4 separate regions of the Mus musculus genome follow, and regions 2, 3 and 4 are each linked to region 1. Evidence: chromatin contacts called from public HiCAR-type, HiChIP or PLAC-seq and promoter capture Hi-C data. All regions are on one chromosome and are shown on one strand. The core of a region is the stretch at or near the end of the contact, and the rest is flanking DNA. Distances in the headings are between cores, read along the strand shown. Region 1 holds the start of Grik1 (glutamate receptor, ionotropic, kainate 1). Region 2 holds the start of Krtap20-2 (keratin associated protein 20-2). Region 3 holds the start of B130034C11Rik (RIKEN cDNA B130034C11 gene). Region 4 holds the start of Bach1 (BTB and CNC homology 1, basic leucine zipper transcription factor 1).

Region 1 (6,446 bases), core at 2,614-5,113:
GGCTAAAGTTGGATGTGTGAGCCAGCAAGTTCTGAAGAGGATTTGAATAAAGAATGAGATTTGAAACTCTTTGGCTTAACTATGTTTAACATCATAAAAAGGCATGACATCACTTTGTTTTGTTTTGTTTTAAGCATATAAAGATGGAGCCCAAAACTTGGGACTTTCATCCTAATGCAATGACACATTCCTAGGAAGCTCCAAAAGTCACTTGATGTTTTGCAGTGAGTGCCCTGGGTAATATTTCAAGTACCTTCAAGTGCACTCGCCCCATTTAGAAAGCATAGTTATAACCTTCAGTGACTTAGCTTATTGTAAGACACTCTTTGCACCTAGTTGCCATCCTTCAGTGTTTGGAAATGGATCAGCATTTAGGTAATGCCACCAGCCCTCCATGGAGGGACAGCGCTTCACACCTACCAAGGTGCTCTGTTATCTGCCATGGTGTGTGAGTCAAAGCTTAAGACTTTGACTGAGGGATGCATGGTTTTGTTGTATTCAGTTAAATATTTCTTACTCTTAAAGGGGCACTGTGATCCCCATAGCCCAAAACGTAACTAGATTCATGTATGCAGGAAACCCATCCCTTTTAAAGAGCACACAACAATTAGCAGGAGCTGACAGCCACTCATGAGGAACTTGGAGTCACAAGCCCACGTGTGACTGGCAGAGAGAAGCATTTTAACAAGGAGATAATTTTCCACGTTGCATGTTACAGAATCCTATAGATGCTACTGAAAAGTACCATAAGTGAGCCACAGATTCTTTAAGAATCCTGCAGAACCCAATTTCTCTCTTACAACGAGAGGGAAAATTCCACTCCTTTCCTAAAGGTTGCACATTTGAAACGTACTAAAATTTCTTGCAATGGCATCAGAACAAGGGGACCAGTGACTATCATACTATTAAGTGAACCAGTTTTATTCATTTATTTTGCATCAGACAAAATACCTTGGTCATTGTTGTCTGGGACATGTTTACACTGAAAATGGAGTGTAGGCATAAATTCCTTTAGTCAGAATATAGCCAGCAGAAAGAAACTCAGCATATACTGACTAATAAGGGCTACAGGAAATAACTCTTACACTGTGGCTTAATGCTCCAACGGTCCTTTGTATTATTACTTTCATGTTAGATATAAAGGTATTACAGCTTGGAGAGTGTAGCAGTTAGATTGATTGGGTTGTACTGAGTAACATGTATTTTACAGCTATGCAGAAGGAATGGAAACCTAATGTAGAGTTGGCATTGCTTTGTATGCTCTGTGCTGGTAGCAATCATTCAGAACAAGTTTTTCACAATAGGTGGCGGTCACTTCCATGTCCCTTCTGCCTAGGTCTATAGAAGGTTTAGTTTTCTGAGTTTTTCCATGAGGCTATGGCAATCCAAGAGAACCACATGGGATACCCTTTCTCTGTCTTGCTTTTCATCTGAAAGTGGAATATACTGTCCCACATATACTCACAGGAGTTTTCATCGTAGATGAGGTCTATGTAAACCAAGGTAAGGAGGAATCTAGATATGAGTAAGCACACAATGGGAGGACTTTGTTTGTTTTTTGGTTGGTTTTTAACCAATTTGGAAAAAAAACATGTAGAATGTTCTAAAAACTTAGAAGAAAGCATTGGGTCAGAAACCAACTTAATTCTCGACCTTGCACTCCCAAGCACTTGGAATGCAGTATCTCCCCTACTAGTCCTCAGATTTTGATAGCTCAAGAACAGGTCAATGACTAGATATGTTTAATCTTAAGTTTAAAAATAAGCCCATAGCTTTTTTTAAAATTTTTATTCTCACTTTAAGAAATATTTACCACTTGTTCATCAAAGGATCAGTACAATGATCCTTCACAAACTCCTAAATGAGGTCAGTTTCCTCTTCCTCCTCCTCCTCCTCTTCCTCCTCCTCCTCTTCCTCCTCCTCCTCCTTCTCCTCTTCCTCCTCCTCCTCCTCTTCCTCCTCCTCCCCCTTCCCCTCCTCCTCCTCCTCCTCCTCCTCCTCCTCCTCCTCCTCCTCCTCCTCCTCCTTCTTCTTCTTTTGCACCTATGGTATGGCTTTCCAAATCTGACTTTTTTTTTTTAAGTCTGAGAGAGAACTCAAGGGCCTGATGTCTACCAGGAAGGAGTTCTATCATTGAGCTATATTTCTATGTGTTTCATGCTAGCAGTAACCATATTTCTGTTATGTGTTCAAGGCTTGGCACAATGTTACACAGAAAGTCATTTAATAGATGGGTGGATGGATGGAGGAAGGGAGGGAGGGAGGGAGGGAGGGAGGGAGGGAGGGAGGGAGGGATGGATGGTAGGTAGGTGGATGGGTGGATGGAAGGAGGGAGGGATGGAGGGATGGATGGATGGATAGATGGATGGATGGATGGTTGGTAGATGGATGGGTGGATGAATAATGGAGAGTGTGGCCTTCTTTTGAGGCAGATCATGTCATTGTTTCTATCTGGTTTTAGAAACAGTCTAAAATAAGTTGAAGTTGATTTTTAAAAAAAATTCCATTTACTATTCTTACTTTTACTTTTCCTCTCATTTAACCAACACCAAGAAAGCCCTCTTTCTTCAGTACAAGAACTTCATGTGTCTGCCTACAGCCACTTATGTCTTTGATCCTTTCCATTGGTAAGGTGCACCCCTAAATCTGCATGAATCATCTTCTTATCAGAGTCCATGTTCTATTCCCTCAACTTTCATGCTGAAAAATTGAGAAGTCACATACAATACTAGCCTCCAGAAGTGACACTATAGCCTCTTCCTAGAAAATATAATGTGGTTTTCTCATGATAAGTTCTTCAGGGAACAGAGTCTCTGCCAGCATGTATAAGCTACTCAATGTGCATTTGTGGAATAAGTGAATTTTAAGATACACTACTCTGGTAATCTTTTCTCATTCTGGGCTCATATAATTACAAGTGCTTCTTTTATGAATTAACTCAATTTAGATCACCTTTCCAAATTCCTACGAAGGAAAAAAAAAAGCACCTTGAGGTGTTCACACAGAACCAGCAAACATTTATATGGAACATTCCCCAGAAAGCTCATAGGAAATTAAGCCAACATGAGCAAACGCTGATTTCCCGGGGGAAGTGGCCTTGTCCTTCTACAGAGAAATGCTCTCTAAACCTACATTGTTAAAATAGCCTATTTCCAGTGCTTCAATGTGACAGTCAAAAGAAATTAAGAAAAGCTGCGTGCCCGAAGCTGCCTCTTTCTCAGTTCTGCGCTTGTAAATGGAAGCAATTTTCAAGACATTATGCCTGGTTCGAATAGGAAGAGTCGCTATAATCTTAAAAGACTGAAGGGTACCTATGTCTTTTCCTTCTTCTTTCTCCTCCTCTCCCTTTCTCTTCATCCTTCTCAGAGTTAAAAATGGAAACTCTGGTAATTTTTAAAGATTACTCGCTGAGGTTGTGATTTCCTATCACGTGCTACGCATCTCTAAGACCCCGGTATAGGAGCCTAGGCATAAGGCTGTCATTTACAAGGAGTAGCAGAATTCCATTTGCCTAGGGACCAATAGATTAGATTTGATCCGTCTTGGGGATGCTAGACTCAATGGACTTTCCAGCACCACAGCGCGAAGTTGAGGGGCTGCATGTGTGAGTGCATGCTGTAAATTGTGTGTGTGTGTGTGTGTGCCCGCGCGCGCGCCCGCGCTCTCGCATGTGAGCACGAGTGAGTGTGTGTGTGTGTGTGTGTGTGTGTGTGTCCGCGAGCGCGTGCGCGAGTATGCGCGCTACTGAGTGTGTCTGGCTGGGTTAGTAGGGTTGGCTGGGGCGGGCAGTAAATAAAGGGTGGGGCCAAGAGAGGAGGAGGGAAAGCGGGACTGTGAAAGAAGCAAAAGCCTGGGTTGTATCACAGTAAACCCGCTGGAGCTCATCCTGTTTGGTTGGAGCTCTGCACCAACTCCCCCAGTTCCCTCTCTCCTTGGGTGTCTTCTTCCCTCCTTTTCTCCCTTTTCCTCACTGCACCCTGAATCCACTACCCATTTCCCCCACCCATCACTTCTGCATCTGACCAGAGGACGAATGAGTGAGACGTTCCAGCAAATCGAGGCAGCAACTTTCCTCAGCTGGTCTCTGGGCTCCAGGAGCGAAATCCTGCTGATTCTTGGAGGTATGCAGCCCATGGAGGAGGAAGAGGACGAGCAGTGATGGGCTAACGACCCGTGCAAGAAGCCCCAAGCAGCTCAGTCTCGGACGCCCGCTTCACGCTTGTTCCCTCCACCTCGCTCTCCTGAGAGCAGAGAGCGCGCGGTGTGCAGACTCGGAACATCCAGGGAGGATGAGGCGGGGACCCAGCCCAAGTTGGGTGCATCTTGCGGGCGTGAGGCCACGACTGTGTTTCGGCATGAATTAAGAAGCTTGAAAGATGGAGCGCGGCACAGTCCTTATCCAACCCGGGCTCTGGACCAGGGACACCAGCTGGACACTCCTCTATTTCCTGTGCTACATCCTTCCTCAGACCTCCCCTCAAGTGCTCAGGATCGGTGAGTGAGCCCGCGGAAGCGCTCCGAGCCCTGAGCTCCAGGGGTCGCGGTCGCTCTCTGTGCCCGCGAAAGCTCAGCGCGCCCAAGGCAAGGCAGCGCGCGCTGGTGTGGGGATGGGAGTTGGGGATAAGGGGTCACCGAGCACTTAAAGCTTCACAAGAAAGTGGGAGTCGGTCACTGCTTCCCTCCTGACAGGTACCAGCTTTCCCAGAATGTATGATTGGCGGGTTTTTTCAATCTGAGATCCAAGAATCCGAGCCATAGTGCAGGGATCCAGGCTCAACTGGGTTGGCTCCTACTCTACCATCAAGTCACGCGCACACCGCGCACCTTTGACCACTTGAATTGGGCTATTGGAGGCGGGGTGAAATCTCTCTTCCAGGTGCCTAAGTGGATGTGCACCAGTCCACTAGTCCGGATTACAGAAAAGAATGTCAGAACCTTAACAATAGAATCCCCGAACCATTAGCACCATGGGAATATCACACAGCATGTTAGCTCAAAGCCTTCAAGTTTTTAACTCTAAATTGCGTTCTTTTGTATGGAGTCTGGAAAGTCTGAAGGTGTGCACTGGCGAGCTTGAGAGTGCAGTGATCTGGGACGATGGTCAGTGAATACGGAAGTTTCCTTTCCCTGCCCAATCTTACCCACCTGCTTACCACTCAGTGTCTTCTAATCCCCAAACCAGACAACTTCTGGGAAAGTTTAGGCTTAAACCTCCAAAGAGATTAAAAAGAGACTACTAGAACACTAAAGACAGAAATCTTGAGGTGTCACAAACAGAACCAAGGGCCAGCATTACTAACAGAATGGTCATTGTGGTCTCATGTAGATGCATGCACAGCTTCACTGCCAAGATTTGGTCAGTGGAGGTCTCGGCTTTAGGCACTAACAAACCTGTAAGGTTTTTCCTTTTAAACTACTGTGGGTTCTGTATTTTAATTTTCGGCGTGCCTTCTAAGTTCCTATTCTTATTATAGATGGTCTCGGGAGAGCCATAGGTGGCCTGTTGACTGCTAACAGGTCTCCTGGCTTCTCCCCTCTCTCACTTAGGGGGAAAAATGAAGCCTGGGACTTCAAGGTTTACTCTTTCTAAGAATTGACTGAGTGGCCTGAGTGTGCTGGCACCTTGTGCAGCAGTTAACAGTGAGGCTCCAAGCCGTCCGTCCATTTCCCTAAGTAACTACAGTAATACTGATCTTCAACTAGTGAGACCCTCAGAAAAATTCTGAACCTACAGCTTGCTTATTTACTTTTGCACTGAATATGTCCCCTCACCTCCAAAAAAAAAAAAAAAAAACTTACTCTTTGAAGGGTGTTTTCTCTAGGCACGTAAAGTATAGTTTTTAACGGAAGGGAAAAATCCCAAATACTAACTTGACATGTGTCTTCTAGAGTATGGAGGCATATCTGCATTTAGTAGATAGCTTAGACTCACTCTATAATGATAGATTTCCAAACAGTTTTTAAAGAATCACAATTGATAAACTAAAACCATCTTTGCCCAAGATAAATTCAAGACTGGACTTTGAATGCTGTCAAATGTGCTTCCTGTAGCAAAACAATAATGTGAAGAACACAAAGTAATGAAAATGTGTCACAGTTTCCAGGAGTTATCAACTTTATTGTTGCTTTTGTGTTATACACCTTGAAAATGGTGACCTTGGGTTAGAAACCGCCTTGCCAAGTCCCAAACGATCACAATCAGCCGTTTGAAAATTGTTTTCAAAACAAAAACAACCACATCCCTCACTGACCTTATGATACTTGCCACAAAATAATTGAATTTCTTTCCTTTAAATATAAGCTACAGTGCGTGAAGAAACATTGCACGCGCCTGTGTTTATATGCAGCACACAAGTCTCCCCTCTATAGCGCTTTGTGACCTGTTGCTAGCCTGGACACTAACAGGCTGTATGTACAGACCTACACATAGCTTTTAAATGAAAAAC
Region 2 (6,446 bases), core at 2,909-5,408, 920 kb before region 1:
GAGCTCAAAGAAGCATACTTTAATAGGCTAAATGCTATATGTAAAGAACCCCAGATATTCCGTGAGAAATTCTGAGAACTGGTAAACATTTTGAGCCTTAAGAAACAGGTATATAAAATCAACATACAAAAAAAAAAAGAAAGAAAGAAAGAAAGAAAGAAAGAAAGAAAGAAAGAAAGAAAGAAAGGAAGGAAGGAAGGAAGAAAACAGCAACATAGTTACATATCACTAATGAGCTTGTCAAGAAACCAAAGAAGGAACAAGAATTAGAGCCCCACTCTTGGGAGTACTCAAGAATCCCATAAAAACACTAAGGTGGAAGCCATAACATGCACTCAGAGGACCTTGTGCAGACCTGTGCAGGCTGTAAGCTTGCTACTTTAGTCCCTGAGTTCATGTGAGCTTCTCTCAGTTGACTTGTACTCCCAATTGCCTCCATCCCCTCTGGTTCTTATGTGTTTTCTGCCTCTTCTTTCATGGGTTTCCATGGTCTCTGAAGGGGGAATTTGATGGAGATATCACATTTAGAGATGAGTGTTCCAAGGTTTCTCATTCTTAAAAATGTCAGGCCATGGGTATTTGTAATTGTTTCCATCTGCTGCGGGAGGTAGCATCTCTGAAGACACTTCAAAACAACTGATCTGTGAGTGTATCAGAATATCTTTAGGAGTCACTTTATCACGTAGTTTTAGAGCAGCATTGTTTTGCTTTAACCTAAGTCTCTGGGCTATCTAGTCTCAGGTTCTTGATCACTCAACAGTGAACGTTATGAGTTCTGTCTTGTGGAATGGGCCTTAAATCAAACAGTTTTTGTTGGTTACTCCCACTAGTTTTGTGCCACCGTATCCCTAAGCATTCCTTGAAAGCAGTACACCGTTGTACATAAAGAGTTTGTGTCTAGCCTGGTATTCACATTTCTTTCTTGAGAGCATGCAGAGTATGTTTCTGTACCAAAGATGCTGGAATGTAGGAGTGAAGGTTCTATGTGAGCACCAGCTTGGCATCTGCATCTTCAATGAGGTCTGTAGGTGTTCTCATTAGTAATGGGTCTCTGCTGTCAGTTTCTCCTGCTTCCTTTTCCTTCTTTTGGTTTGTCTTATTCTACTTTTATGGGATAGTTTTTTTTTTTAAATTTTGCTATATTTTATTTTGTTATAGTTTTAAAATTGAATTAATGAATTAATGCAAACATAACCATATGGTTAGTTTAACAACTGAAATGTCACTTATTTCTGTAGGAGAGGCACAATTGTTCTTTTTTTTCCCTCCAATAGAGTGACAGTGGGTATATCTACCCCTCCAGGACAGGCCTTGTGTTCAGAAGTTGTTGACCAACATACAATTGGATTCCACAGTATTTTGTGCTGTGTGTTTTTATTTGGTTACCGTTTGGTGCTATTTCTTTTCCTTTTTGTGAGGTTTTGTTTCCTTTGTTTTGGGGGGTGGTGGTGGTAAATTGGGTTTTTGTCCAATTTTAATTTAATTTTAATTTTAATTTTAATTTTTGTCCTTAAGAAAGGACTTAAAGTTGGGTGGATATGAAGGAGGAGAGGACTTGGAGGGTACAATCAAACTAGTTAAATTTTGAAAATTGTTTTAAATAATAAAAGATAGAGATAAATCTTCAAAAAATAGAGACCAAAGAATGACTGTATTCGTAAAGTTTATAAATTATCTTGTCCTAAACCAAAATAAATAACCTTTAGAGAACAGAAGAAAAACTGAAGAAAGCATCAAATAATTGAACGACATCCCATGATCATGGGCTGTCAGAATTAATGATTTAAGTACTATATGTACTAAATTAATGTACAGATTCAATGTACTCTATCAGAGTCCAAATTATATTGTTAGTAGAATAAAACAACACAACACCAAGATCATGAGATCTAAAAGCGCTCAAACATTCAAAACAATGTCGAGGAGAATGATGCTGAAGGCATTGTAAATACCTGATCTCAAATTATTCTTCAGAACCATAGTTAACAACAATTAATGCCACTAGCATCAAAACAGACACATGATTCAGTGGAAAAGAAGAGGAAGACCAAGGGATAAATCCATAGCACCATGGTTTACTTAATTTTGACAAGGATATCAAATAAACGTGCAATGCAAAATGTCTCTTGAGCAAATAGTGGTATAGAAACACAATATGTATGTGTATAAGAAAGAAATTAGAATATGACCTCAAAAGGGACCTAAAATCTTAATTTTAATCCTAAAATTTTGAGAAATTTAGTGGAAAACAAAAGTAAAATTTTCAAGACGAATTTTCATGAAAGAGCTCCAATGGCATCAGCATAACATGATAACACAGGACAGTGTGAAAGCAAAGCAAAACAACGACAAAAAAGCCTCTTGCATAGCCAGTGCCAGAGTAATGAAAGCTGGGGGAAGTCTTTGGCATCTACTCATCAGATCAGTGATTAGTACATTTAATACACAAAATTTTATTAAGCCACACCCTTGAGACTAAGAATAGTGGTCAAAGGCAGAGAAATAACAAAGTTAATTAAGTAATGCCAAAATACAACTAAAGGGGATATACTTCCTTTTCACACAGCTAAGTACTGTGTCTTTGGGTTTAGCCAATATTTGTATTACAACATTGCTTCAGAAGGGATGACAGATGGCTTGATTATTAAAGGACATGCCACACACCCAAGAGAAAAAACTCCATAAATATAGATAACTTTTTATGTATCCAACTAAGGATGCTCTGTACAACAGAATAATTATCTGTACACAAGGAAAGAGAACATGTGCTTCAGACAAGGCGTTAATACACAAAATTGATGTGGGACACACACAGCTAAACAGCCAAAAAGCTAAAATGATGCTAAAATGAGCAGAGAATTAGAACAAATATTTGTCAAAAGACAAGATACAAATGGTCAAAAGATATGATAAGGTTCTATTATGCTAATATCCCAGAGATGCCAATCAAGAACAAGATGAGATTGCATCTCACAACTGTTAGACAATACTAGAATGAAGAAAGATTAATGATGCAGACTTTGTAGAGAAAAGGGCACCCTTTTGCATTGTTGGACAGAATGTGAGATGGTACAGCCATGACAGAAAATATCATAGCATTTATCACTCCCTGTAACACATATAATAAATATATATAAATTATGTATAAGTATATATACTGAAATATTATATATACTAACTATGTAATATATATTTATAACAAAACCATACATATTAATACACACACACATATATATGTATATATATATATATCTTCTACATGTATATATGTGTGCCTATGTGTATGAAATAGAGGCCATGCCACCGCATTTTAACTAAAGGAAATCCAATCCATCTTAAAGTACTACCAACACTATCAAGTCCACAGTCACATTGTTCACAATAGCAAAGATATGGAGCCAATGTGCATGAGTAGATGTGCTTTTCTTTCTCTCTCTCTCCTTTCATTCTCCTCCCTCCTTCCCCCTCCTTCCTTCTCTTCCCATTTCCCTCTTTTTACCCAGATCTAAGTCCATTTTTAACATATCCTTTTATCTCCCACACCCCTTTCCTCTGTGAATACACAATGGGACCAAACGCATACAAATGAAAAACATATGAAAGCTGATGAAATATGGAAATTTACTTTTTGGAAAGTTTATTTGATAATACTTATATTTCTATACCCAGGTTGAGAGTCATATTTGATCATGTTAAAAAAAAATGTTTCAAAGATGGTGCCAAACTATAAGTGCTCACATAATCCAGTTGAAGGTGAGGGCATAAGTAGAAGATGCTAAGTTTCATATTTTTAAAATCAGATATTACATTATAAAGTTAGAATATTTGAAATTATTTAAGAGTTCTTGATGTGAAGAAGCTTATAAGCACTTCATTAAGACAGCAGTTTATAGGCAACATTCTGGGCAGCTGCTGAAGCTCTTCAGTAGAAGCCACAGGACCAGTATCTTCTATAGCAGAGTGGGCGGCAGCAGCCATAACCATAGCCACCATAGCCACAGCCATAGCCACAGCCATAGCCACAGCCATAGCCACAGCCATAGCCATAGCCTAGGCCACCATAGCCACAGCCCAGGCCTCCATAGTAGCTGCCATAGTAACACATGGTGTCAGGAGTGGAGAGTTCAGCTGAGGAATAGGAGTGTGTTTCTTTAGTTTGGATGTCACAATCTACCAAGGGCCTTTTATATGCCAGGGTTATTGTTGTGGAAACCACAGGCGTTGCAGCACCACATAGCTCACTGCTATGCTTCATAAAACACCCTAAGTGTTGTCATGTACTGGACACACAAGGCTGCATAACTGAGATAATTGTGCTCCTACATGATTCCACAGTCAAATCAGGGAATCTGATTTATTTTTCAACTCTTCATACCATTCCTTATAGTAGATTAGTGAATACATGACATGATTCTGTCACATGATACAAGTCATTACACTTTTCTCCATTATACATAGATATGCATATATTAATTTCCATTGACCTAGAGAAGGAAGAAGATTGATATTTTTCTCTCTTTTGTTTTGTTATTTTTGGAATGAATTTTGTATTGAGGAATAAGTTTTTTGAGTCTTTCTCGTGAACAATTGGTTAAGTTGTTTGTTATTTTGGTGGGCATTTGGCATCTTATATTAGTATATTTGGTGTTTTTCTTAAGCCTTTTTTGATTATAAATTGCTTTAAAATCAGCAGAACATACTTCTTTTAAAATCATGGTCATACAAGCTTTATATATAATCATATATAAAATTTAAAGAAAAAGGGCAATACATAAAGTTGAATCTACAAAAATACTATAACATTACATGAGATATTGTAAGAATGTATATTTGAAGATTCAAGTCTAACATCCACAAAATATGTGGCATTTTGCTTTTAGGTCTCATTTAGCTCATTGTTGTGGCTCCATTCTTTCTGTTACAATTTTCATAATTTCATTTATCCTAACAGAGGAATAATGTTTCATTCCATAAATCTAGCATAGTTTTATTACATGTTTATCTATAGATAGACCTTGAGACAGTCTGCTTTCTGGGTATATTGAATAGATCAGCAATGGTCACTGATAAGCAGGTTTAGTAAGATATAGAGACCTTTGTATATATTGCCAATCTTGGTAAACCTGGATCATGCAGTAGATCCACTTCTAGGATCTTTTTTTTTTTTTTTTTTTTGAGGAATGTTCACACAGAGTTTTATAGTAGCTGTACAAATTTGAGCTTCTAACAACTGCAAATACATGTTTCCCTTTCTCTAAATCCACACCAGCATTTATAGTCCTTTATGCTTTTCTTTTTTTTTTAATTGTTTTATTTATTTACATTCCAAATGTTGTGCTTTTCATTTTAGCCATTCTGACTGAGATAATGAGAAATTGCAAAATAGTTTTGGGTGTTTGATGGTGATCTTTATGGGAATAATGGTGTTCTTCACTGTACAGAAATTTTTAGTTTTATGAGGTCATGTTTATATGTTGATGGATTATGTCTTGAGTTACTGCTGTTCTTTACCTGAAATTCTTTTCTGAGCCACTGAGGTCATGGGCTATTCTTTGTCAGATTCCATTTTCAGTGTCTCATCCCTATTTTAATGTTAGCTCGATGAAGTTTAAATTACTATATCTCTTTAGAGGTCAAGATATCAATGAGTTAATGTAGATGTGCATGTGGTAAGTGCTCTCCATGGAGTTGAGGTAAAATGCAGTGATAACAATGGGGGAAAAGTTATAATAGAACAAGAGGGTTAAGTAGGCTGGATGAGGAAAAGCAAGAAAGTCATCATAAATAACACCAAAGACCTTATAAGAAAGTTGATGGAAATATGCTTGTCACTGTAGAAGCTTGCATTCCAAATATATTTAAAATGGAGTAACACTATAATGGGGGCTACAACACCCACCCTAGACTCAGCAGGATAACAAGTAAAAATGCCAGTATCAGACATATGCTATCTCTTTAGGAATTCTTGACCAGTGTAGCCCCATATGCCTCTAAAAATGGCAGGCTACAGCCAATGTTATTTGTTTATCCTTGAGAATCTGACCACAAGACCTTGTGGATGAACACATAGTTGAGTCACAGAACATGGAGAACTCAAGCTTTCCCTGACCTTGAATCTTCACACCACTGTGCAGCCTTTTCCCCTTTTTTATTAGATATTTTCTTCATTTACATTGCAAATGCTATCCCGAAAGTCCCCTATACACCCCCCCCCCCGCCCTGCATCCCAACCCACCTACTCCTGCTGCCTGGCCCTGGCATTCCCCTGTACTGAGGTATATAATCTTCACAAGACCAGGGCATCTCCTCCAATTGATGGCCAATTAGGCCATCCTCTGCTATGTATGCAACTAGATACATAGTTCTGGGGGGTACTGGATAGTTCATATTGTTGATCCTCTTATAGGGTTGCAAACCCCTTTAGCTCCCTGGGTACTTTCTCTAGC
Region 3 (6,446 bases), core at 1,661-4,160, 790 kb after region 1:
TGCTGTGTGAGCTACAAAACACACAAACACACACACACACAAAACCACACTATTAGTAACACAATGCCAAAGCATAAAACATTGGAGTGTCTTACATTATTATATACAGATGTAATTAAAAAAACAAAAAACAAGAACGAGAGGCTCACTAGAACGCTCCTGCTCACTAGTTGGTGCACATGAGGAAGCTCCTGGTTTAGTTCCCTGATTCCTCCATCCTTCCCAGTGATAGAGATTCAATCCAGGTTTGCTTGTTGGTTTAGATTTATTTATTTATTTTGTGTATATTAATACACTATGGTTGTCTTCAGACACACACCAGAGAGGACATCAGATCCCATCACAGATGGTTGTGAGCCACCATGTGGTAGCTGGGAATTGAACTCAAGACCTCTGGAAGAGCAGGCAGTGCTCTGAATCACTGAGTCATTTCTCCAGCCCCAACTAGCCTGCTTTCTTTATATAATACAAGACCACCAGCCCAGGGATGGCACCATCCAGCATGAGCTGACCCCACCACACACACACACACACACACCACACATACACACACATACACACACACCACTCACACACACACACACACACGCACACACCACACATACACACACACCACACATACACACACACCACTCACACACACACACACACACACATATACACACACCACTCACACACACACACACCACACACACACACATATACACATATACACGCACACACGCACACACATACACACACACACACACCCCATTGATCACCAATTGAGAAAAATGCCTTACAGTTGGATCTAACGGAGGCATTTTCTCAAAGGCGGCTCCTTCCTCTCTAATGACTCTAACTTGTGTCAAGTTGACACTCAAAACCAGCCAGTACATAGCGTTTAACCCAAATTACACAAAATTAACAAATCTCCGTTCAAAAGGAATAATTGGCAATTAAAAACTAAGTCTTTGATGAATTAACACATAGTTGATTGGAATTGCTTTTAATTCTTCCCATTTCCCACTTGTGCAAGGTCGACTTTTACTTTAAACTTTTGATGAAAATTTATCCACTGTCTTGAACTCGTTTAGTTTTTCAGGATCTAGTTATCAATTTTTGCCAAGATTTAGATCCTCTTAGTTACTTTTAACAAATCAGGTATAATTTTAAATCCCCTCTCACTATTTTGTGTCAGTTATACCCATAAGTGATGCTGAGACAACGGGTTTTAGTTTTTCCTAGCAAATCCATGAGGGAATCTTCGACTGTCTTACCTCTCAGGTGTCATGTACTTTGCAGACATAGAATCCACATAGAAGTTTAAACAGAGTCACCCAATGATTGTTTTTAATGGGTATCGTAGTAACCATTGATTGTTAATATTATAAATCAAACTATTTAACATTAATATAAAAATATAGCAGTGAACACTGAAGGCTAACATAACATTATTGAAAATGTCTCTCTTGAGGACTGATATTCTCAATTTTTTCCCCAAATATTTTATATGTGGCTTAGTGGACGACAAAGAGTGTAAGTGGCTCCTTGTGCTTTTCACATTCATACTGTGACATACTGAACACCCAGCAGGCCTTCACAGCTCCCCACAGGAAGAGGAGACAGCTCTGTATTACTATGAAAACACTTGCGTAGTCATGGGCCCTGAAAGGGCGTTGGAGAGCCTCGGAGGTGTCAAAACCAATCTTTGAGAACCACTGAACGTTTGCTCTGTCTTCCAATATAATTGGCTCACTTACCTTGTGTTCGGTGACAAGAAAGTATTTTCATGGTTACATTTTTTTTTCCTTTTTCTTTTCTTTTCTTTTTCTTGGATATTTTCTTTATTTACATTTCAAATGTTTTCCACTTTTCAGGTCTCCCCTTCGGAAACCCCCTATCCCATCCCCACTCCTCCTGCCTCCATGAGGGTGCTCCCCCACCCACCCACTCCCATCCTCCCACCCTGGCATTTCCCTACAAATGGTGCATTGAACACCCTAAGGCCTGAGGGCCTCTCTTCCCACTGATGTACAACAAGGCCATCCTCTGCCACATATGTGGCCAGTGCCATGGGTTGCTCCATGTTTAGTCTTTGGTTGGTTGTCCTGTCCCTGGGAGCTCTAGGGGAACTGGCCTGTTGACACTGTTGCTCCCTCCATGGGGCTCCAAACCCCTTCAGCTCCTTCAGTCCCATGGTTACATATTTAAAATGTTTAATAGAAAAAAAAATTGCAGTTGATAGTACGGTTGCAATTATGAGTCTGTCCCAATGTAAAGAAAATCTTAATTTCTCTATGTCCAACGACTCACCAAAGCGTTTCATATTTTTCTGCAAGGGCAGGAGATGCTTCCATTTTTTTGTATTTTTTTATTGTAAGAGTGTTTTACTTTCTCTATGAAGTTATTCTATTTACATAGAAATGTTTGTGAAAAAGATTCTGGGGGAGTAGAGAATATCTATATAGATATATAGATATAGATAAAGTGGTTAACTATTCCCACTTTGTAATCTGCCCATCTAGGGTAGAAATCGTCGCTGTAATATCTATTGGCCTGGTGACCTCTGCGTACCACTGAATTGTGGTTATCAACTTCCCTTCCATAAAATGGAGATTAATATTCATTCTTAAATTTGACCAATAACAAAGATAACTGCACTTAAGCAAACCGCTTAGCTCTGCTACGCACGTGCAGTCCACGCGTTGCAATCCTCCATGCTATTTCAAAGATCACCTTCGAGCCTTCAGTGCTTCCCAGTGACCAACACAGAGGATGTCCATTGGTAGTTTATAGGGGCGAGGGCGGGTGAGCTTGGAGAAGAAAAGGCTAACCTGCCCCGGTGCTGGGTCTGCAGGATTAAGTTTAAGTGAAGGATAAGACGTTGGGTGTCCGCCACCGAAATATCACAAGCCAAACGTCCTAACCAAAGTTTACTCATTAACTTAGGACAAGGGACACGAAGGGAGCATGCACGCTCTGGGTTCGGCCTGATCGTCCGCTTTGATCGGGAATCGGCAGATCAGGTCTGTCTGCTGGAACCTCTGGTTCTCGCGATATTTCAGAGACGCTGCAGGTTGAAGGGGCGGGGCGACCGGAAGTAGGGGGACGCGAGGCGGCGCCGAGGCCCATTCCCAGCAGGCAGTGCGCGGCGCCCCTTGCTTCCTCGGCGTCTCGGAGCGAGCGCGTGAGCGGTGGACTGCGGCCGAGCCATGGCGCTTCACGTCCCCAAGGCCCCGGGCTTTGCCCAGATGCTCAAGGATGGAGCCAAAGTAGGTGGCGTGGAGGGACTGTACGGTGGGAGGGTGGGTCTGCGCCTGTGGCGACCGCGACAGGCCTGCGGGCGGGCGGCCGCGCCGCGATCGGGATGGAGAAGGTTCTAGAAAGGGAAGCGTGCTCTGGATGCCGGCTCGCTGGAACTGGTGGGCATTTCTGTTATTCCCCCGGCGGCTTCGGGTTTGCATCCCAGCTCCCCACGCCCCTGTCTGCGGCATGGAGCCCACGGGCGCCGCCCTTAACGCGAGCTGGCGATGCGTTAATGAACTTGGACGGAATTGGTAACGGGTGGTTGGAGGGCCGGGGATTGTAGGATGGAGATGACACGAGTCCGGCATGGTCACTCCTGGGCCTGCCCTTGGTTGCTTCCTTCCAGACACGTCCGATCCCCACTGCTCTACTGAAAACTCTCCTCTGGACGTTCTGTTTCCTTTACCTTTTCTGAGTTGAGACCGGGCCGAAGGCTGTTAACTGTCTTTTCACTCTGACTGTCCGATGTCGTAGCCTACAGGATAAATGAAGCCCCACCCCAGATCGAATAGGCCGTAGTTTCAGGAGTGATTTTTTTTTTTTTTTTAAAGCGGTCACATTGCTTATGGAGCGATTTGTCCTGAGTTCCCCAAGCTGCCAGATAACGTTTGTTTTGTCTTTCATATTTTTACAAGTTGTAGAAATAGCGGATTCTTAGCAGTACAGAGAGGTGGTGTCCCCTTTGTAGTGATAACTGGCATACTGAATGGATGTCAGGGCTTAATGTAAGTTAGTAAGTTCTGCAAATGACACTGTTAACCTTTTGAGGGGTAGCAACAGCTTCCAGTTTCCATCTTTTCCTCCATCACTCTGGCTGAGGACATGATACATTTAAAGGATTTCTGTCACAGGCTAGCATTTCAGCACAGAGATACTTTGTGTAAATCGGTACTGATGGAGGCTATAGTGAAGACAAGTTTTTTTAAAGTACCCCCATCCCCCAAATTTAGGTTAAAAGCTAGTACTAGTAGGCTGGGATTGTAGTTTAATGGTAGATTGCTTTCTTGTGTTCAATCCCTGGAAAAGGCAGAAGGAAGAATAGTTGTTATTTAGCTAGGTGAGTAATAATCTGCCAAGTAGGAGCTATTGATTATCCCATTAGTTTACAGATAGGAAAGAGAGCCAGGCCCAGTGGGGGAAACTGAGGCTGTCTGATGACTGCCTGTGTGATCCTGGCTGTTTCTTAGAAGCATACTCAACAGAGGTATCCTGCGGTAGAAAACTCTTAACTTGGTTATCATGCCTAAGCAGACATTTTCTTTTTCAGCATTTCTCGGGATTAGAAGAGGCTGTGTATAGAAATATACAGGCCTGCAAGGAGCTTGCTCAGACTACTCGCACAGCGTACGGACCAAATGGTAATGACCAAGTTCAGGCTGTGTGGTGTGACTGTTAGCGTAGAGAGCGGGCCTCACGTGTTTTATGGTCGGTGGCATTGATGTGCCTCTCACTTTCAGTCAGGAATGCAGCTTTCTGGGAAAAGAGAAATTGGAAACGATGCTGTTACCCTGTTAGGTCCTAGGGAAGTCCAGCATCCTCACTAGTGGCCAGTACTATTGTGGAAAGGCTCAGCAGTCTGCAGAAAACAGCACGGCATCAGGAAGCTCTTCCTTCCCTTTAACCACCAGTTGAATTAGAGATGCACACAAAGAGATTACGGAAGAAACCAAATGTGTTTCTAAGCATATTGATTTTAGTGTTAATTCCTGTTTATTAAGCACGTCTTACATGCTAAGCATGTTGGTGTTTAGTCAGGGAAGCCCATGGGGCTATGATGCTGATCTAAACAGATGGTGTGTTCTGGGGCTAAACATCAGTACGGCTTCTTGCCGGAGTTTTCCTGGGTTGTTTGCAGAATATTTGAATAATAATGGAACCTTTTTTTTTTTCTTTGCAACTACTTTTAAGGAATGAATAAAATGGTCATCAATCGCCTGGAGAAGTTGTTTGTGACAAACGATGCAGCGACTATTTTAAGAGAGCTAGAAGTAAGTTTTGTTTCAAAACCATCAAAAACCCATGACTCTGACATAGGTGAAACTGTATTCAATCTAGAGGACGAAAGGCTGTTTCTTCCTCCACTTTATTGTGAAGATTTATAAGTGACCTTTCTAGGTTTTCCATTTTGGCTACTCAAACTCTTAAATTGTCTGTGGGTGGGTGGGTTGAGGAGTATTTCTCTGATGATGATGAGATTTATTATTCTATAGATTGATTCTAATGTGAATTCTCCAGCAGTATAAACTGGTAAATATTGATACTTTATTTTACATAACCTTTTGGCATTTTCCTTTTTTCCCTGAAGTTTTGTTGTCCAAGAGGGTGTGGAATAGATACTTGGAGCAGGATAAGAGGGCTGTGATGCCCATCTCTCGCTCCATTAAACCTGTGGTTTAGTATTGGAGGAGGGGGTAAATAGTGTTTTTTAAAAAATGAGAAAAATTCACATTTCTCTAACAGCTTAAAGAATATGCTAAGAAAAATCTACCTTCACAAATATTTGTGGAGGAATTTTTCATGGTAAATGAAATGAGGAGGACTGGAGTTGAGTGCAGACTCCTCTTGATCAGTTCCCAGCACCCACATCAGGCAGTCCACACAGAGCATGGAATCCTAGTTTAGAGTGACCCGCCACCCCCTTCCAGTCTCTAGGCACCTATTCACACATAGCCACACACAGACACACACAAAAATAAAAATGACCTTCAGAATAACAGAGCTGTGGTGTTGACTTAAAGGGGGACGTAGTCTTTGATTTATAAATGTGGCCTGGGGAGATAGCTCAGTGATGCAGCTCTTGAGCCTAACAAACACAAAGCCCCAGGTTCTGTCCCCATTGCTGAAAATTTAAATTGAACAGTGTCTAAGAGTAATTCCTAAGAATTGAATTTTGTGGCTTTTTAAAAATACTTTGAAGCTTGGGTGTAGGTGCCTGTCTAGGCTTTGATTGCCGACGCTGTATAAACCTGTATAAAAGTGTGGTGGCTTCTGCATGCGGTCAGCACTCAGGAGATGGGGGGGGGGGGCAAAAGGATCCGAAGTTCAAAGTCAACGTCGGCTAGAGTCTGACTGTGTGTACTATCTCAGAGAGAGAGTCTGACTGTGTGTACTATCTCAGAGAGAGTCTGACTGCGTGTACTATCTCAGAGAGAGAGTCT
Region 4 (6,446 bases), core at 1,360-3,859, 590 kb after region 1:
TCTAATCACTACACACATTCAACCAACCACCTTTGGGGCTTGCCTACAAATCCAATAAAATGTTATCAAAATAGAACTATGTAATTTTTTTATTTCTATCACTCACTTTAAGAATGTAGTAAGAAATTCCCATCTTTTATTCTTTACAATATAAAAACTACATATGAAGTGAAAGTCAAATACTAAGAATATTTTGAAATTACTACAGCTCTCGGAAAAGATCAGAAATTAAACACACACAGAAATCTGTTGCAGACTTGGAATGATGGCAATAGCAGTGGAAAGTAAATTTTATATTCCTCAACAGAAAAAAGGATAAAGTGTGCATAACCACATTATCTAGTATGCAAATATTGATGTCACCCTCCTCGTTTAACTTCCTGATGTGGATATTTTCATGTTAGATCAAGCATCCTGTAATCTACCTGAAATCTCCTAACATCTGAAAGAGACAACACTGATAACCCTAAATCTAAAACAGCACACCAACCGCTCCCCTGCTACAGAGGTTTGAAAGGAATGACCATCAATAATAATTTGGTATCGTTCTTGCGGCCCATGCAACCCTTGAGAGGGTAAAGGCACTCGCCACCAAGCTTGACGGCCTGAGGTCCAGGCCCCAGAACCCACAGGATTAACGGAGAGAACCACAAATGCAAACTGTCCTCTGATCTCTGCACAAATACAAACACAAAACAATAAAATAAATACATGTTTTTAAAAATCATCGTTCTTTTAGTCAAAGGGAAGAAGAAGCCAGTTCTCTTCATACACTTTCCCTTTCCCAAACAGTGCACCGAGGACTGGTGTGTGTGTGTGTGTTTGTGTGTGTGTGTGTGTGTGTGTGTGTTTTCTTTTTTCAAAAAGAAATTACACAAGATCCATAAAATCAAGAGAGACAGACACATCCATAGACCCCTCTTCTTAGCCTTGACCCAAGAAGACCCGCTGACTCTTATCTATTCTTTACCACCTGACCCCAGAAACTAGTTATGCAGGAAAACCTAAAAGCCCTAAAAGGAAATCCCCTTTGTGGCCTCATTTTAAAAAAAAATTATAAAGAATAACTTAAGCATGTATACACCACTCTGCATCAAAATACTAAAGGCAAAGCGAGGACAGCAAGGGAAAGAAATGATATAATACTGCTGACTGCCTTACTTCTATCTGAAATCTCAAAGATCCAGCTTCCTCCAGCACAAATTGAGTCTCCCGCAGTAGGCCACGAGGCTGCTGTTTAAACACCACCTCGGTGTTCCTTGGCCACGTCTTAAGCACGCTCTACCACGTCAGCCACTGATTACCTGGATCAAAACACACAGCCCGCAGCTGGACCCCCTCCGGCCTCCTGAAGCCACCCCTCGTGTGTGCAGCTCAGCCTTTTATAGTGGAGGCATGTGATGCGCGTATCTGCACCAGCTGTTCCTAATTACCTCTCAGTCTGGGGTGAATGACTCAGCAACACAAACTCTTTTAAAGAGTCACCCTACCTTGTTATCCAACCAACGTAGCGAACAAAGGGAAGCCACTTGACAGATCCGACGGTTAAACAACAAGAGGCGATCACTCCTCCAAAGCTACCCAACTCCAAGATGACTCACCAGGAGCCTTTTTTCCTCTAGACTCCCTTACGATGTCCAAAGCCAGAAGTGGCAAGCGCCTTCAAGCCCAGCCCAGAGCTTGCACCACTACCACAAGAGCAGGAAGAATAGGCCAACCCATACCTCTTCCCATTTCTCTGAATATTTGTAGAGCTCAAAAGCTCGGCCACGAACAAAAATCTACAGTGGTCATCCTTTAATCTTTCTGAACTGCCTTTCCTGCAAACCCAGTGAGCTGAGAGGAGTGCTCAATGCCTAAACAAAGACCCAGCAGGGGCATCGTCCTCCAAGGCTAGCAGTCACAACTCTACAATTCTCCAAAAGGAAAAAGAACAGCATCCTGAAAAAAAAAAAAAAAGTCTTTGTTCTTCCAAGCCTGTCTGGGGAGCAGGATTTTCCCACACGCGTTCTTTCAGAATTACTACTACGTCTGCCTTGACTCAGCGCACGCTGAACATAGAGAGCTCACTACATAAAAGCCATCGGCGCAATTCCACTAAATGACACCAAAGTCCCGGAGAAGATCGAAAACGCGCTGGCCCTGGCCCTACCGGACACGAACACAAAAGCTGGTGTCGTTAACATCGAGACCCACTCTGCCTATGCTGTGCGAGTCCACATTACAAACGTGCGCCAAGCAACAACAAAGGGAAGCGCGGAGCGCCCGGTAGTCCCGGAACCCCGGCCCGCTCGGCCTTGCCCCCGCAGCAGGCGGAGCGGGACGCGGCCCGCGGCGGAGCGCGGTGCAGGGCGGCGCCGGCACGGCCGGCCCAGAGAGTCCGCGCAGCGCGTAAACAGCGCGCAGCCCGCCGCCCCTTCTAGGCCCGCGCGGCCGCCCGCCACCAGCCCCGGTGACCCCCGGAAAGGACGGAAGGACGGCACCGCGCACCGCCCGAGCCACTTACCGGAGCCGAGACGCGGCGCGGCCCGACTGCAGGCGGCAAGCGGCGGTCAGGTGACTCACTCCCTCTGCGCGGACAGCCGCCCGTCTCCTCCCCTGCGCTCCGTTCCTCTCCGCCACCACCGCCAGCGCCTCGGGGCGCTAAAGCCCCGCCCCCGGTTCCGCCCCCGGGCCCCGCCCCGTAGCTGAAGCCCTGCCGAGCTCCAGGCCACGCCCTGCCTGGAGCCACGCCCCGTTCCAGGCCACGCCCTCCGCTAGTAAGAGCCTCTCTATTTCGCCTCCTGCGAGCTCCGTGTAACGTTGTGGATTGTATTGCTGAGCGCCAGGCCTCCAACCGCGTCGCCCTATCTCTGCCTTTGGTGGCAAGGTTACACGTCACGGAAGACCACCTCTTCCTCACCTGCTGAAGGCAGGGAAAAAAAAAGGCTGACGCCTCCACGCCCCCAGGGTTTTTGTTCACACAGCCCCTCTCCCCCCTCCCCCCCCCCCACACACAGATTAGATAAGGTCTTCTGCCCCACGCCCCCAAACCTCGGAAGCTCAGTTCGGCCAAGCTCCTGGGCTGCTTTCCTGTAGGAGCACAAAAACCAGGTGTTTGAACTTGCTGAAAAGGGTGTATGTCAACATCTGTCTGAAGCTCCGCAGGACTTTTAGGAGCAGATTCTGAGAGGGGGAGGCTGCTGCCCCTCTGAATGATCACTAGCTTCCCTTCTAGTTGTTTGTGTCCTTGAGGCCCTTCCTCGAAAACCGCAAGGCAGGTAACCTGGAGTGTGCTTTGCTCATTATAACCCATTAATATGCATGCTTCCCCGATCAAATCCCTTTACTCCTTGTGCTCAGCCAATACTGCTTTGAGAGTTATTCTTGCGCCCTTCATACTTGCCTGAATATAAGCTGCACTCTTATCTGCCTAGCCACGACGGACTGCATTCACCAATGGGCAAGCACGCTGTACTGGGCTTCATATCCGGAATATTGTACTGTCTGGCAGCCTCCTGTTGTCCCTCTACGCTGCACTACCAGGAAACATGGACGCATCCGTGTCTGGTCATGTCAGACGTCTTCCCTCAAGTCCTGGTCATGCTTTCATCCTCTGCTACTTATTGGGGTGTTAATCCAATTGTTCGTTTCTATTTTTTATTATGTTCGCTGTTGTTCAAGGCAGTGTCTTTACGCAAAGCTGCATGCACTCGTGGCAGGGCTTATCAGTCTGGAGAAAGAGAGGACTGGGCTGGCCAACCTGATTAAAAATGAGGAAGGAATTACCACCCCTGAGGCCAGTAGCCCTGGGAGGACTTGTAGGAAGAAATAATGTTGCTGGCTTTGAGTTCCAGAGGAAAGATGTAGAAAAATGGGAAGCCCCAAAATGTATGTGCTCCTTAAACACACACAGACAGTGCAAGGGCTCCAGGAGAGGGTTGTCTCCAAATAGTGATAACATTGACATGACTGCATCTGTACAGTGCGTAAGCTCTTGTGACTTAAGGACATTCAGTTACCTCTAAAGTAGGTGAGAATATGGCCTAAGTGCTGTGGGGTGGCCATGTAAGTGGTGACCTGGTGCCTTTGTGAGGCAGGGACAGCAACAGAGCTAAAACCAGGGCATGGCTGAGAGGAGTGTGGTCTACCAGGCTGTGAGGGGATCCAGGCGTGGAGGCAGGCGGCATGTTCAGGATCCTGAGATCATTATGTAGGTATTCAGTGAGAAATGAGGGGAGACACTTAGGGATAGACTGTGCGAGTTGATGGTGGTTCTGACAGACATTCGAGGGTCCTGGGGTGTCTGTCACACTCACTCTCCTTCCATCCTGAGCCAAAGTATAGTCTGCCTTCTTCCCACGCCTCTCGTGTACATTATTTCGATAAGTAGCCTTATGTCATGTGTATTAGCTCACAGAGAACCTCCCTCTAAGCACGTTTCTCTTGACTTGTCCTCTAAGAACACTTAGCATGGGATGCCCGCCCCAACTCTGTGACAAGACGAGAAGAAAAATAGCCAAGCAGTCTGCCTTAGTCGGAGTTTCTATTGCAGCAAAAAAAAAGCAGGACCAAGAAGCAAGTTGTGGCATTTTTATTATTTATTTATTTATTTATTTATTTATTTAATGTATGTGAGTACACTGTCACTGTCTTCAGACATGCCTTCAGAGGGCATCAGATTGCAGATGGCTGTGAGCCACCATGTGGTTGCTGGGAATTGAACTCAGGACCTCTGGAAGAGCAATCAGTGTTCTTAGCCACTGAGCCATGGAAGGAGCAACAGTGTTGACAGGCTAGACCCCCCAGAGCTCCCAGGGACAGGACACCAACCAAAGAATACACATAGCACTGGCAACCCATGTGGCAGAAGATGGCCTTGTAGGACATCAGTAGGAGGAGAGGCCCTCGGGCCTAAGGGTGTTCAACGCCCCAGTGTAGGGGAACACCAGAGCAGGAGGATGGGAATGGGGGGGGGGAGCACCCTCATAGAGGCAGGGGGAGGAGGTTTCCAAAGTGGAGACCTGGAAAGGGGAGAACATTTGAAATGTAAATAAAGAAAATAGCCAAGAAAAAAAGAGTATTAAAGTATTAAGAGAACAAATACTAAAAATAAAAAATAAAAATAAAAGCAAGTTGGGGAGGAAAGGGTTTATTCTGCTTACATTTCCACATTGCTGTTCATCAGCAAAGGAAGTCAGGACAGGAACTCACACAGGGCAGGAACCTGAAGGCAGGAGCTGATGCAGAAGCCATGGAGGGATGCTATTTACTGGCTTGCTTCCCCTGGCTTGCTCAGCCTGATTTCTTATAGAACCCAGGACTACCAGCCCAGGGATGGCACCACCCACAATGGGCCTTCCCACCCTTGATCGCTAATTGAGAAAATGCCCTACAGCTGGGTCTCTTGGAGGCATTTCCTCAAGGGAGGCTCCTTTCTCTGTGATAACTCCAGCTTGTGTCAAGTTGACACAAAACCAGCCAGTACATAGACCAAAAAGTAAATGCACTGGACCTATGAAAAGAGCTAGAAAGCGAGCCATTTCCAATAGAGGTTACTATTGCTTATTCCATGCTATTCTAAGGTCTACATAGGGAAGAGAAGCCAGAAGTTCAGCCATGCAGAGTCTCAATCATAGGGAGAAGGCTCGCCTGGGAACTCCAGCTGACTGCTCCGAAATCCCTAGTCTGGTTCTACATGATGCTGTAAGAGCCATTATTTGATTACGTCATCTCTAAAATGTTGCGAGTCCTTTTACTTGTAGCCTCACTTGAGGGGACACTCTGCCTGGGACCCCCCATGGGGAATTCCAGCCATCTGCCTTGAAGATCCTTCCCAGCCTATTTCTGCTGGATGTGGTGAGTGCCCAAGATTATAATCTACTCCCTTTCCATTTATTATTTTACTTTGGTTTCTGTATACTGAACAAATTCACTCATTCAACTAAAGTATATGGCTATTGTAGATGATTCTCCGGACCACACAGAACATCAACTACACAGTCTTTCTCTGTCGGGCATGCACTTTCTTCTCTCCTCTAGACCACAATTTCAACATTTTTCTCACATGATCACAATGGCCTCTATTCTGATTGGTCATATGCAACTTCCCTACAAAGACATCCCAAGGTTTGAGACTGTCAGGACTATGAGGAGCAACTCAAACTTCAGCCAGTGAGAGCATCTACAGGACGTTAAAATACAGACTTCTGGACCTGCCTGCCTGAGATTCTGATTCCAGCAGACTGGGCACCGCTCAAGGAGCAACATTGTTAACACTGATGCGGGCGGTCAAGGCCGGTAGAGGTTGAGAAACTGGTAAATTAGAACTTGAAGCTTGTCACCTAGCAGGAAAAAAACAAAAAACAAACCTATAAAACCAAGCCAATGGGAAGGATAATGCACTGTGCCTGCAGCTAGATTTCATCCCTAGGCTGATGAGAAATCTTTCAGATATGTGCTATTTA

Evidence for each region. Promoter capture Hi-C pulls out the DNA fragments that hold promoters and counts their contacts. HiCAR-type assays count read pairs that join an accessible place to other places. HiChIP or PLAC-seq counts read pairs in DNA pulled down with a chosen protein or histone mark.
Region 2: a promoter capture Hi-C map of hippocampal neurons shows a contact between it and region 1, with 5 times the contacts expected there. The contact joins the promoter of Krtap20-2 here to the promoter of Grik1 in region 1. A contact is called at or near these places in 3 of 39 promoter capture datasets (hippocampal neurons, pre-B cells and stem cell-derived epiblast-like cells).
Region 3: a contact with region 1 is called in a HiCAR-type map of astrocytes, with 2.4 times the contacts expected there. The contact joins the promoter of B130034C11Rik here to the promoter of Grik1 in region 1. A contact is called at or near these places in 2 of 115 datasets of contacts at active chromatin or transcription factors (astrocytes and embryonic stem cells).
Region 4: a contact with region 1 is called in an H3K4me3 HiChIP or PLAC-seq map of embryonic forebrain, with 8 times the contacts expected there. The contact joins the promoter of Bach1 here to the promoter of Grik1 in region 1. A contact is called at or near these places in 2 of 39 promoter capture datasets (cranial neural crest and hippocampal neurons) and 1 of 115 datasets of contacts at active chromatin or transcription factors (embryonic forebrain).

Annotation. Positions count from the first base shown.
Region 1 is chr16:88,287,633-88,294,078 of GRCm38.p6, reverse strand. It overlaps Grik1 (glutamate receptor, ionotropic, kainate 1), which reads left to right and starts at 3,863. Exons shown (of 17, transcript NM_146072.5): 1 at 3,863-4,494. The coding sequence starts at 4,377.
Region 2 is chr16:89,203,573-89,210,018 of GRCm38.p6, reverse strand. It overlaps Krtap20-2 (keratin associated protein 20-2), which reads right to left and starts at 4,158. Exons shown (of 1, transcript NM_001163615.1): 1 at 3,625-4,158. The coding sequence starts at 4,105. The coding sequence ends at 3,923.
Region 3 is chr16:87,492,537-87,498,982 of GRCm38.p6, reverse strand. It overlaps B130034C11Rik (RIKEN cDNA B130034C11 gene), which reads right to left and starts at 2,910. Exons shown (of 3, transcript NR_040375.1): 1 at 2,674-2,910. It overlaps Cct8 (chaperonin containing Tcp1, subunit 8 (theta)), which reads left to right and starts at 3,114. Exons shown (of 15, transcript NM_009840.3): 1 at 3,114-3,254; 2 at 4,556-4,646; 3 at 5,197-5,276. The coding sequence starts at 3,195.
Region 4 is chr16:87,695,117-87,701,562 of GRCm38.p6, reverse strand. It overlaps Bach1 (BTB and CNC homology 1, basic leucine zipper transcription factor 1), which reads right to left and starts at 2,609. Exons shown (of 5, transcript NM_007520.2): 1 at 2,507-2,609.